Linked DNA regions of Mus musculus: region 1 is linked to region 2. A link is a contact called in public ChIA-PET data. All regions are on one chromosome and are shown on one strand. The core of a region is the stretch at or near the end of the contact, and the rest is flanking DNA. Distances in the headings are between cores, read along the strand shown. Region 1 overlaps LOC115488765 (hapless 2-like). Region 2 overlaps Ttc7 (tetratricopeptide repeat domain 7).

Region 1 (4,549 bases), core at 19-2,518, 390 kb after region 2:
GAGTCCCTAGGTCTTCCGAAGGTGCAGTGGAAATGACAGCTTCAATGGGAGATGTGTGTGTCAGGTCCAGTGTGGAGGTAGACAAGATGGAGCCCAGGCTCACTCCAAACCTCTGTGGTGTCTCCCTTCCCTCCCTGAAGCTCATTCTGAGAAGTGATCAATAAGGAAGTAAAACGATTGTCTCCTTCCACACTGTCCCTGTCTTCAGATGGAGCCACATAAGCACGGAGGTGTCTCCTGCCACCCGCACTCTACTGACAAGTCACAGCCTCTGGCCACGTATCAGACCTGTGCTTCCCCTTCCTACACACTCTTGCCTTCCCGTCTGCATCCCTTTTTCTGGTAACATACATTGTACCGAATTTTGAGCTGAGGTACTAATGGCTTAAACATGGTGTCGAGTTCTTAAAAGTCGTTGGACCTTAATGAGCAAATCTAATAAAATCACCTCACTTGGCTTTCATTTCCAAATGAATGTAACTAGATTCCCCTTTCCAGTTTAGCACCTCCCAGAAATTCAGGCTATACCCCGTACCAAGCTCATGTGTCCTTAGGGACTTTTTTTGTTTTCAGTCTTCTGCCTTCCACTCTGCCTAAGCATAGGAAAGCAGTCATTGTGACCTGTGTTATCAACCATCCACTGCTCAGCTGGAGGAGAGGGCTGGACATATTATTATATAATATTATAATTCCTTGGAGATTGCTGGAAATATAATTTGGAAATTGTTCCCTTCCATAAACTTCAAAGAAAGATGGGTCACAAATTTGCCTGAGAAATGAAATCAGTATTTTATCCCATGCTTCAGTACTGAGAGTGCAGTAATTGAGTTTCTGGCTCAGAAGTGACAGATACTTGAGGTATGTAGATATAGGTGGTGGCAATGACATATACCAGCCCAACTCATCTGTCCCTATTCTGTCACAGTGGATGTTTTGGTCAGTGAACTTCAGAAACACATTTTGAATGTTAAGCAGCTTCTAGTTCAGTGGATCTCAACCTGTGGGTTGCAACACCTTTGGGGGTCAAATTTCAGATATCCTGCCTATCAAATATTTATATTACGATTCATAACAGTAGCAAAATTTCAGGCATGAAGTAGCAATGAAAATAATTTTATGGTTCGGGCTCACCACAACATGAGCCACTGTATTACAGGGTCCGCAGCGTTAGGAAGTTAGTGAAACTTGGGTTAACTATAGGCCCCACCCCCTGGAGGCCCAGCTTCAGTGGTGGCTACGTAAGGCAGTTCCTGACATGGGAAGTGGCACCTCAGAGCGGGCGGTGGTTGTGGATGTGGTTGGCATGCTTACGTTCCTGGTTCAAAGTGACAGGTGTACACACAGACTGTGGACAGCCGGGGGACAGCGACGGTGCTGGGAGTGGTTTTCCTACCGGAAAAGCTCTGAGGTGTGTGCTGGACATCACGTCGATCTTCAACAGTTCCTCTAGTCTCTCTGCTACCCCGTATGCTCTCTCTGGCTCACTTGGGAGTCTCCACACCTTTTTTTTTGTTTGTTTGTTTAATCAGCCATGGTTTCTGTGGCTTGGAACCAGCCTCCTGAGAAGGGGCATCGGGCAAGCAGATAACCCCACTGAATGTCCCTCATGTAAGCAATGTAGCCTTATCCACTTCTACCATAGCAAGCAACAGAACCGGACTGTTCTTAATGTAAGTAACTTGAAAATGGCACCAATTGCATAAAACTGTTGTTTCTCAAATACTAAACTGTATGTAGTCCAGGGTCAAGTTCCTGGAGAAAGGGACAGAGTAGTGTAAGCCCTGCTGCCTCCCTAACTTTCTATAGGAGGGGCCCCTTGTCCCCTGGTCTGTTACTGACTACCAAGTTGCCTATGTGGACTGTCAGCAAAGGACAAAGGTTCACAATAATCCAGGAGATGTTTGGGTTTCAACCAAGCCAGTGTAGTGACTTCAAGAGTCCAAGGAATTCAATGGCAGCTTCAGTAGATCGGTTATATATAGCTCTAGTGTCAATGTGACTTTAGAGATTTCCCCAACAAGGTTTAGAAACAAGCCTCGGAAGGAGCAAGTTCACTATAAACACTGCTGGGTAAAAGAAATCTGTATTTTTAAATAACAAAATTCAGGTGTCCAGCAAGACAAACTGAAAGAACTCAGTGGGGAAACCCCCACTCAGCTCCCGATTCAGCGTGCACCCAAGAATCACGAATAGAACACAACACCTTGATGTAACAAGAAGAGGTTTTTTAATGGCGGAGCTCCGGGTCGAAACGTATCTCACATAACAGGAGACAGTGGATTCGACCACGAGGCTTGGAAGCTAGGGGTTTTTATAGAAAAGGAGTGGGGCTGGGGGAGGAATTGGCACGGTTTCACATGATTGGTCCATTTAAACATCAGCAGTCTGTAATGTTTAACTTAGGTCAGAGGGGTGGGAGCTAGGGAGGCGATGGGCTTGCCCGGGCATGTCCTGGTCTGTTCTGCTATGTTCTCAGCCCCAGGTTTCAAAGCTCAGAAACAACTCTTTGGGCTATTTAACATACATTACATGAATTACAGTTTTATTTCCTTTCAAAACAAACAAACAAAACACCAAAAAACAAAAACAAAAAAAAAAACTGTTTCCGAATGTTATAAGGGACGGCACTTACATGTGGGTGGGACGCTGCAGCCACCACAGGAAACGCACAGTTAACAGAAACAAACCAGGAATGGCAACACAGGCAATTAGCAGACAAGCTTGCAATGTGCACAAAGATCTAAAGGAAAGCATGAACGTAATGAGGAGGAAAATAGAAAAGTTATTTTTAGAACCACATAGAGGTTTTAGACCTGAAGTGTTCACTACTTGAAGGGAGTAATTCACTGGACATTGAAAAGAAAACAACAGTTGACACTGGAGACTTAGCAATAGAAACCCCCCAAACTAAAGAACATGCACACAGAGAAACACACACGTGTGTGCATGCACACACATGCACACATACCTCACACATGGCAACATTAAATGATTTTATGTGTACATAAGTTTGGAATCTAAAAAGGGGGTAATGATTTCAAGTCATTCCAGTTTTATGAAAATTATTAATCAAGAATTTCCACATATGCAAAGCAAGAGAAACCACAAAGTTTCATACAAGCACATCATACAAGCACTTCATAGTGGAATCACTAAAAATCGATAATACAAAGAAAAAATGGGAGAGCAAAAAGGAAAAAAAAAAAAAAAAGAACAAGAACCAACTTCTCGTCTGCAAACCTGAGTCCGTGTAAGAGAATCTTTATAACGTTGAAAAGAAGGAAAGGAAAGCACCATGATTTAAATTCCACAGTCAGCAAAAGCCACCCTCCAAAGTGCAAGGCAAAAGTAACTTGTTTTTTCAGATAACAAAAGGCTTAAATATTTCTAATTAAAATTGTGTTATTGCTTTTCATGTGTATGGGTGTTCTGCCTATATCTATGTCTGTGTACCACTTTCAGGTCTGCTACCCAAGGAAGCCAGAAGCAGGCATCAGATTCCCTGGGACTGAGAATTGAAGCTGGGTCCTCTGGAAGAGCAGACAATGTCTAAACGGAGCCATCTATCTGAGTTTGTAACCAGATGAAAAGTCAGATCTATACAATGAAATTAAGAGCCCAAAGGTGGTAAAATATGTAAGCAAATATATGACACTTTTCTTTGTCATTAAAACAATTTTACGAGGTAAATGACTATCTAAACCAAAATAAAAGATTTTGTGTGGTGTATAACATCTACAGAAATAAAATTATGATAAAAATAACACACCAAAAGAAAAACAGAAACAGAAGCACATTTTCATAAAGTATCCTATATTGTGCATTAAGTAACATTTGGCAGTTTGAATGAGAATGGTCCCCACTGGTCATATGTTTGAATACTTTGTCCCCAGAAGGTAGAAGTGTTTGAGAAGGATTAGTAGGTGTGGCTGAAAGTATAACAAAGTAAAAACAAAATTCTAGGCCTTTAGGCCCAGGCTTGGGAATGTGGCCTTTGTAAAGGTATGCTAATCATAAAACATAAAAATCATAGCAACATTCCTCCACCCACCTGCTTCCTGGGTTCAAAGAGTGCTCATTCAAAGAAAGTCACCCTGACCATTACCAGAACCTGCAATGCAAATGTGCTATTGTTAGGGGCTCTTAGAAGCTGTCTTGAGAGTTAACAATTACCAGGTATTCCTTGTGACTCTTGTAATTTTGCACTTCCTTGTGACTCTTAACTGGTATCTTTAGTATCTTCCAACAACGCCCTCCCCACTTCCTTGAGTTGTGGTTTCTTCCTTTAAATACCCCCTTACCCAGCTACTCGGGGCGCCACAGTCCTCTACCCCTGCGTGGTGTATGACCGTGGGCCCAAGAGCGCTCTTGAATAAAAATCCTCTTGCAGTTTGCAACAAGACCGTTTCTTGTGGGTGATTTTGGGGTGTCGCCTCTCCTGAGTCAGAACGTGGGAGAGTCCTCACGTTGTGGGTCTTTCATGGCCTTGTTGGAGGTGGTGTGTAACCTAGGTGGGCTTTGAGGCTTTAAGAACCTCTGCTTCACCCAC
Region 2 (4,694 bases), core at 1,630-4,129:
GGGGTCATCAAACATGGCCTCCCCCTAGATTTCCTCACAGAGCCATGATGTGGCTTCTGCCTTGGCTGACCCTGCTGTCCTGGTTGGATGACAGTAGGTCACTTTATGGTGGGTAGGGGAAAGAGACCCAATTCTACCCTACCTGCTGCTCTCTGACCCAGTGCAACGTGAACCCTGCTCCAAGAAGCAGGGCTTGCGGTTGGTGCAGTAAACATGAAGGGTCAGGGCCACCCTGAAGGGAAATTACTATTCCCCCAGCTTCCAGAAATGGATGCAGTATGGATGTTTCCTTTGCCCTCCACCAGGCCAGCTAGCTTTAGGATTTCATCCTTGGCTGGCTGTGCTAGGGTCATGATTAAGGCACACGCCTTACCAAGTGGTGCCCTCAGGACTCGAGGATTGGATGGAAGTGGTATACTGCACATGCAATCTAACAGTTCTCCCCTCTGAGCCCACAGCCTCTATGCAGGGCCCAGGAGCCCCACAAGTTCACCAGTCCCCACCAAGCACCCTCTGCATAACGCCACAGCCCCTTGCCCTTCCTATGTGTCCTTGTTGCTCTGCTCACAGTGTCTATGCAGTGGACACTTTACCCTGTGTACTGGCTGGCAATGTGTCAGGCTGAGACGTACACAGGCAGCCATGCAGTGACCAAGCCAGCCCTCCACGCAGCAGTGACCCCAGGAGACTCACTTGAAATTTTCAGGATGCTCGGTGATGGCCATATTGATGACGTCCAGGGCGTGCTGGTAATACTTCTGGGCAGAGAAGAGCAGCGCTAGCAAGTGGAGGGCATTGGCATCATCCCTGCACATCGTCAGGGCCTCCTGAAGACGCTCCATGGCGCTGGAGATCTGCCGGGAGAGACCGCCAGTTTAGGGACCTTAGACTCTGATTCCAGCAAGGAATGGCTCAGTCCTCCTCAAGTCAGCCTGGGACACCAGAAGCAAGCATCTTGAATGGAAAGAGTAGGGAGCCTTAGGTACAAGGGGAAGCCCCTTCCCAGAGCTTGGCTAATGGGGTCAACAGAGTCCACTCAGGGGGCGCTCCAGGTAGGTGGGACAGCATGACTAAAGCAGTGTGCGGCCCAGCTAGACGGCGGTCTCGGTTTTCGTACTCTGTGTTTTTCGACTTTATAATTAAGTATTGTTCTTTAGTAAGGTTAGACAGGGAAGGTGAGGCCAGATCGCATCATGGCCAAGGAAGCCATGGAAAGAGTCTAAGAAGTGCCGCAGTTGAGGCAAAGCTTTTCCCTCCCTCTGGTGGGGCAGACCTGCTGACATACAGAGCCCAAGTGTTTACAGCTTGGGTGTGCCTCCCTGGTGTGGAGCGAAGGACCACGGGCTCCCACTGCTTTGAGTCCTGCAGACAGACAGGCAAGGAAGATAACACAAGCCTGCCTCTGCTGCCTTACCAAATCCTCGCTCCTAGCTGGGATTGGGGAAAAAAAATCTGATAGTCTCCTCTGTTGAGGAAGCTCTATGGAGCCCAGCGTGTCTCAGGATGGATCGTAAGATCTCTGTGATCTTTCTCTGTCTGATTCTACCAGGTACCTTCACCCTTGCCCTGGCTGGACCACAGAGGTCAGAAAGTTCAGTGAATCTCCTCACATGGGCTGACCTGAGAACCCTCCACAGGGCCTGGGATGTTTCCACAGATATTAAGGAGTGAAGGAAATTCTGATCGTCACCAGTGGAAACACGCACCTACTAAAGGAGGCTGGGTTGTCCTGGTGTGTGCCCACCCTTCACTACCTCCTCCTTCTTCAGCAAACACATGCAAGGTGATCTCTTGCTTCCAGGGAACCTGGGGCTACCTGCCACCTGCTATCTGAATCAAAACAGCATGCTCTTTGGAGACTATTAGGCCGATAGAGAAAGCAACATCTTATTTGCCAATTTGAAAGATCTGGGCCTCTTATCCCCCGGAGCTCCTGCCTCCTGTAATTCATTTCCTGTAGGTTAGGCCCATGCTGCACTGGGGTGAATCAAGCTGGCCCGGTACACACAGCTGGATGTGCTTGTGTGTCCTTTAACCTCTTGTCTGTCTGAGCAGCCCCATCCTGAGGGGCTGGCCTTTCAGATCTGGTTAGGACAGGCTGCTAAGACCCATCAGCCTGCTAATGCGGGGCTCAGTGTAGGGGAGTGGTTTTCAACCTTCCTAATGTTATGACCCTTTAATACAGTCCCCAACTGTAAAATTATTCCATTGCTACTTCATAACTGCATTTTTTTTTTTTGCTGTAATGTAATTCTGCTGTAATGAATCGCAATACCTGATATGCAGGATATCTGATATGTGACAACTGTGGTGGTTGCAACCCACCACAGGGGTTGAGAATCTCTGATGTAAGCTAACTCTCCTACACTGCAGGCTCAGAGTACTACGGTGGCATCCCATCACCTCCCTCCTCAGACTGGCTGTCCAGCTCAGCTCAGGTTCCCAGAACGCACGCACGCGGCTTCTTCTCCCTGCTGACTCAGTAAAAGCTGCCCTCACTGCAAAGCCTTGCTCCTGTAGGATGCCTCCTCCTCAGCCACCGACCTATCCCTGGTGGTTGTGGACACCACGGCTACATAACCAGAAGAGAGGGCTGGGAGAGACTTGTCACCAGGCCGGAAGGAGGAGGGTTAGGTTGGCCCGTTTAGGCAGTGTGCCGGCTACAACAAGCCCAGCACATACCAGGCTCCTCCATCGCTCTGTTCATGCTCACCACAGCAAGGAAAACAACTTTACAGGACACCGATGGAGAAACACCGTCCCCTCTCACAATCTCACAGGGCCAAACGTTTTGGCTCCTGAGTAGGGTGTAGCGTGTGCACCACACTGCTCTGCTGGTACCTAGGGTGAGGCAGGAACACCCCTCTGGTCTGCATTTCCTCTGCAGTAGGATGTGGTCAGACAGGCAACCCGTGGTTGCTCGGAGGCTGAGGTATGATACACACTCTACAGAGCACCCGTCTGTGTTCCCCACTTAAGCCCCCCAAGACCCCACAACAAAGGAACTGGAGGCTTCTCCCTGCTACCCCAAGGGTGAATGCCCACTGGCAACTGTATTACTTCTGCTTTAGGTTCCGTCCACAATAAGGCTCAATTTTTTTTTTTAATGCTATGCTGGAGACTGAACCCAGGGCCTCTCATATGCTAAGCATGTGTTCTACCATCGACCTCTGCAGACACTTCTAAGAGTCCTGCTCACACCGGCCTCATGTATTCCTTGTGGTGCGTTGGAGTCTCACTGGGCCAGCTTCATCAATGGTCTCCTTATGGCCTCGGAGGAGGCTACAGGCACCAAGTGCCAGGTCTAGAATTGTGCATAGGTCAGGAACATGAAGAAGCAGCTAAGATTGGTGTGGCTACCATCTTAGTTCATGTGACTCTCCAAGTCTGGTCCTGTCCAGTGATTCATCAGACCAGACCCTCCAAATCCCCAGATGTCATAGATCAGGGCAGCCAGCCATGCTCTAGGCAGAGAGAGCCAGAAGGTAGGGTTGCAGAGACCCAAATGGGTGAAGATTCTAGCTTAAGAACCCACTCAAGGCCCTCAACCTTCTGAGGCTTTCTAGACCTGGTGTCCCTGAGGAAACGGAGCACCGGCTTCCACTGGCCTGACCAGCACTGCTTTTGGAAGATGGGCACTATTCATCAAGATAGGCAGATAACTGAAGAGATTAAAAAAATGCACCACGGAAGGCTTATCCTTCATGAGCTTGGCAAGACAAACTCCCAGGTTCCTTTACAGATGGCTAAAAATAGAGCAGTCTCAGGTAACTTTCCATCTGTTTCCAGAAGCTATGTGATATCTCCAGAGGAGAGGTATGCAGCAAGCAGGGCCTAGGCCAGGGCCTGAGAGTCAGGACGGGTATAGGGCAGAGGTGGCCAAAGGGCAGAGGTGGCCAAAGGGCAGAGGTGACCAAGTGGTGAATGAGTCACGGGGGAGGAGAAGCAGACAGCAGGCAGTAGGAGCGGGAGGGGACATGGGAGGGAAGAACTGAGAGACGGGCTCAGACTGACAAGTCAGGCTGCATGGGCATGAGGAGTCCAGGGAAGGCAAGAAGGAAGGGCTTTCAGTAGTGAGGCTTAACACACAGTGAGGTCAGAAAAGCGGGCTCCAGGGGAAGAAGAGGGGGAGGAAGGCAGAGTCCACTGCCCTTGGGCCAGAAGAGACAGCCGAGCTGCTCAAAGGCTAGGTATGGCAGGGATCAAGGGTCCTATCTCCAAGGGGACCAGGAGGTCCTTGGCTGGGGCAGAATGGACTTCGGAGCAAAGACCCTTGGCTCCAACAGTTCCTAGGCTTAGAAGAGCCTCAGTTTTTCAGGTATACGATGAGGTCATGTCCCTGTATGGGATGTTGGCTATGTATGAATGTAGATTTCTTTTTCTCTTCTGCTTGGTTTCTGGAGACAATGTCTTACAGTGTATTCCAGACTAGCCTGGAACTCCCATCAGTAGCCCACGCTGGCCTCGGTCTTCAGAGTTCTGCCTTAGCCTTTCAAGTGTCAGGGTTGCAGGTTGCACACCGTGCCCTGCTGGAGACAGGGTCTATGAGGATTTCTCTAGGCAGCTTGGAGTTTAATGTGTTTCCCAGTGGCAGGAAAGGAGATCTGTACTGGGGTCTCGGGTCACCTACAGTAGTCCCCAAACAGTCAGGGTGTGTGTGAGAGTCAGTATGCACTGGGTTGAGGTCACCAGAG

The links. ChIA-PET counts read pairs in DNA pulled down with a chosen protein or histone mark.
Region 1: a contact with region 2 is called in an RNA polymerase II ChIA-PET map of memory CD8 T cells, with 17 read pairs. The contact joins two enhancer-like sites. A contact is called at or near these places in 3 of 39 promoter capture datasets (frontonasal cranial neural crest, liver and second pharyngeal arch cranial neural crest), 2 of 115 datasets of contacts at active chromatin or transcription factors (bone marrow-derived macrophages and memory CD8 T cells) and 2 of 9 other capture datasets (embryonic stem cells and liver).

What each region holds. Positions count from the first base shown.
Region 1 is chr17:86,954,905-86,959,453 of GRCm38.p6, reverse strand. LOC115488765 (hapless 2-like) reads right to left here. Exons shown (of 3, transcript XM_030250169.1): 2 at 1,394-1,476. Among named protein-coding and RNA genes, the nearest start is that of Rhoq, 5.9 kb to the left of the region's middle. Within about 2 kb of position 1,268, at least 59 of the 459 cell types and tissues checked have an H3K27ac peak or open chromatin away from gene starts, as enhancers often do. A contact at or near this core is called in memory CD8 T cells, where this site is marked.
Region 2 is chr17:87,342,701-87,347,394 of GRCm38.p6, reverse strand. It overlaps Ttc7 (tetratricopeptide repeat domain 7), which reads right to left. Exons shown (of 20, transcript NM_028639.3): 15 at 694-854. Among named protein-coding and RNA genes, the nearest start is that of Gm52284, 38 kb to the right of the region's middle. Within about 2 kb of position 2,879, at least 97 of the 459 cell types and tissues checked have an H3K27ac peak or open chromatin away from gene starts, as enhancers often do. A contact at or near this core is called in memory CD8 T cells, where this site is marked.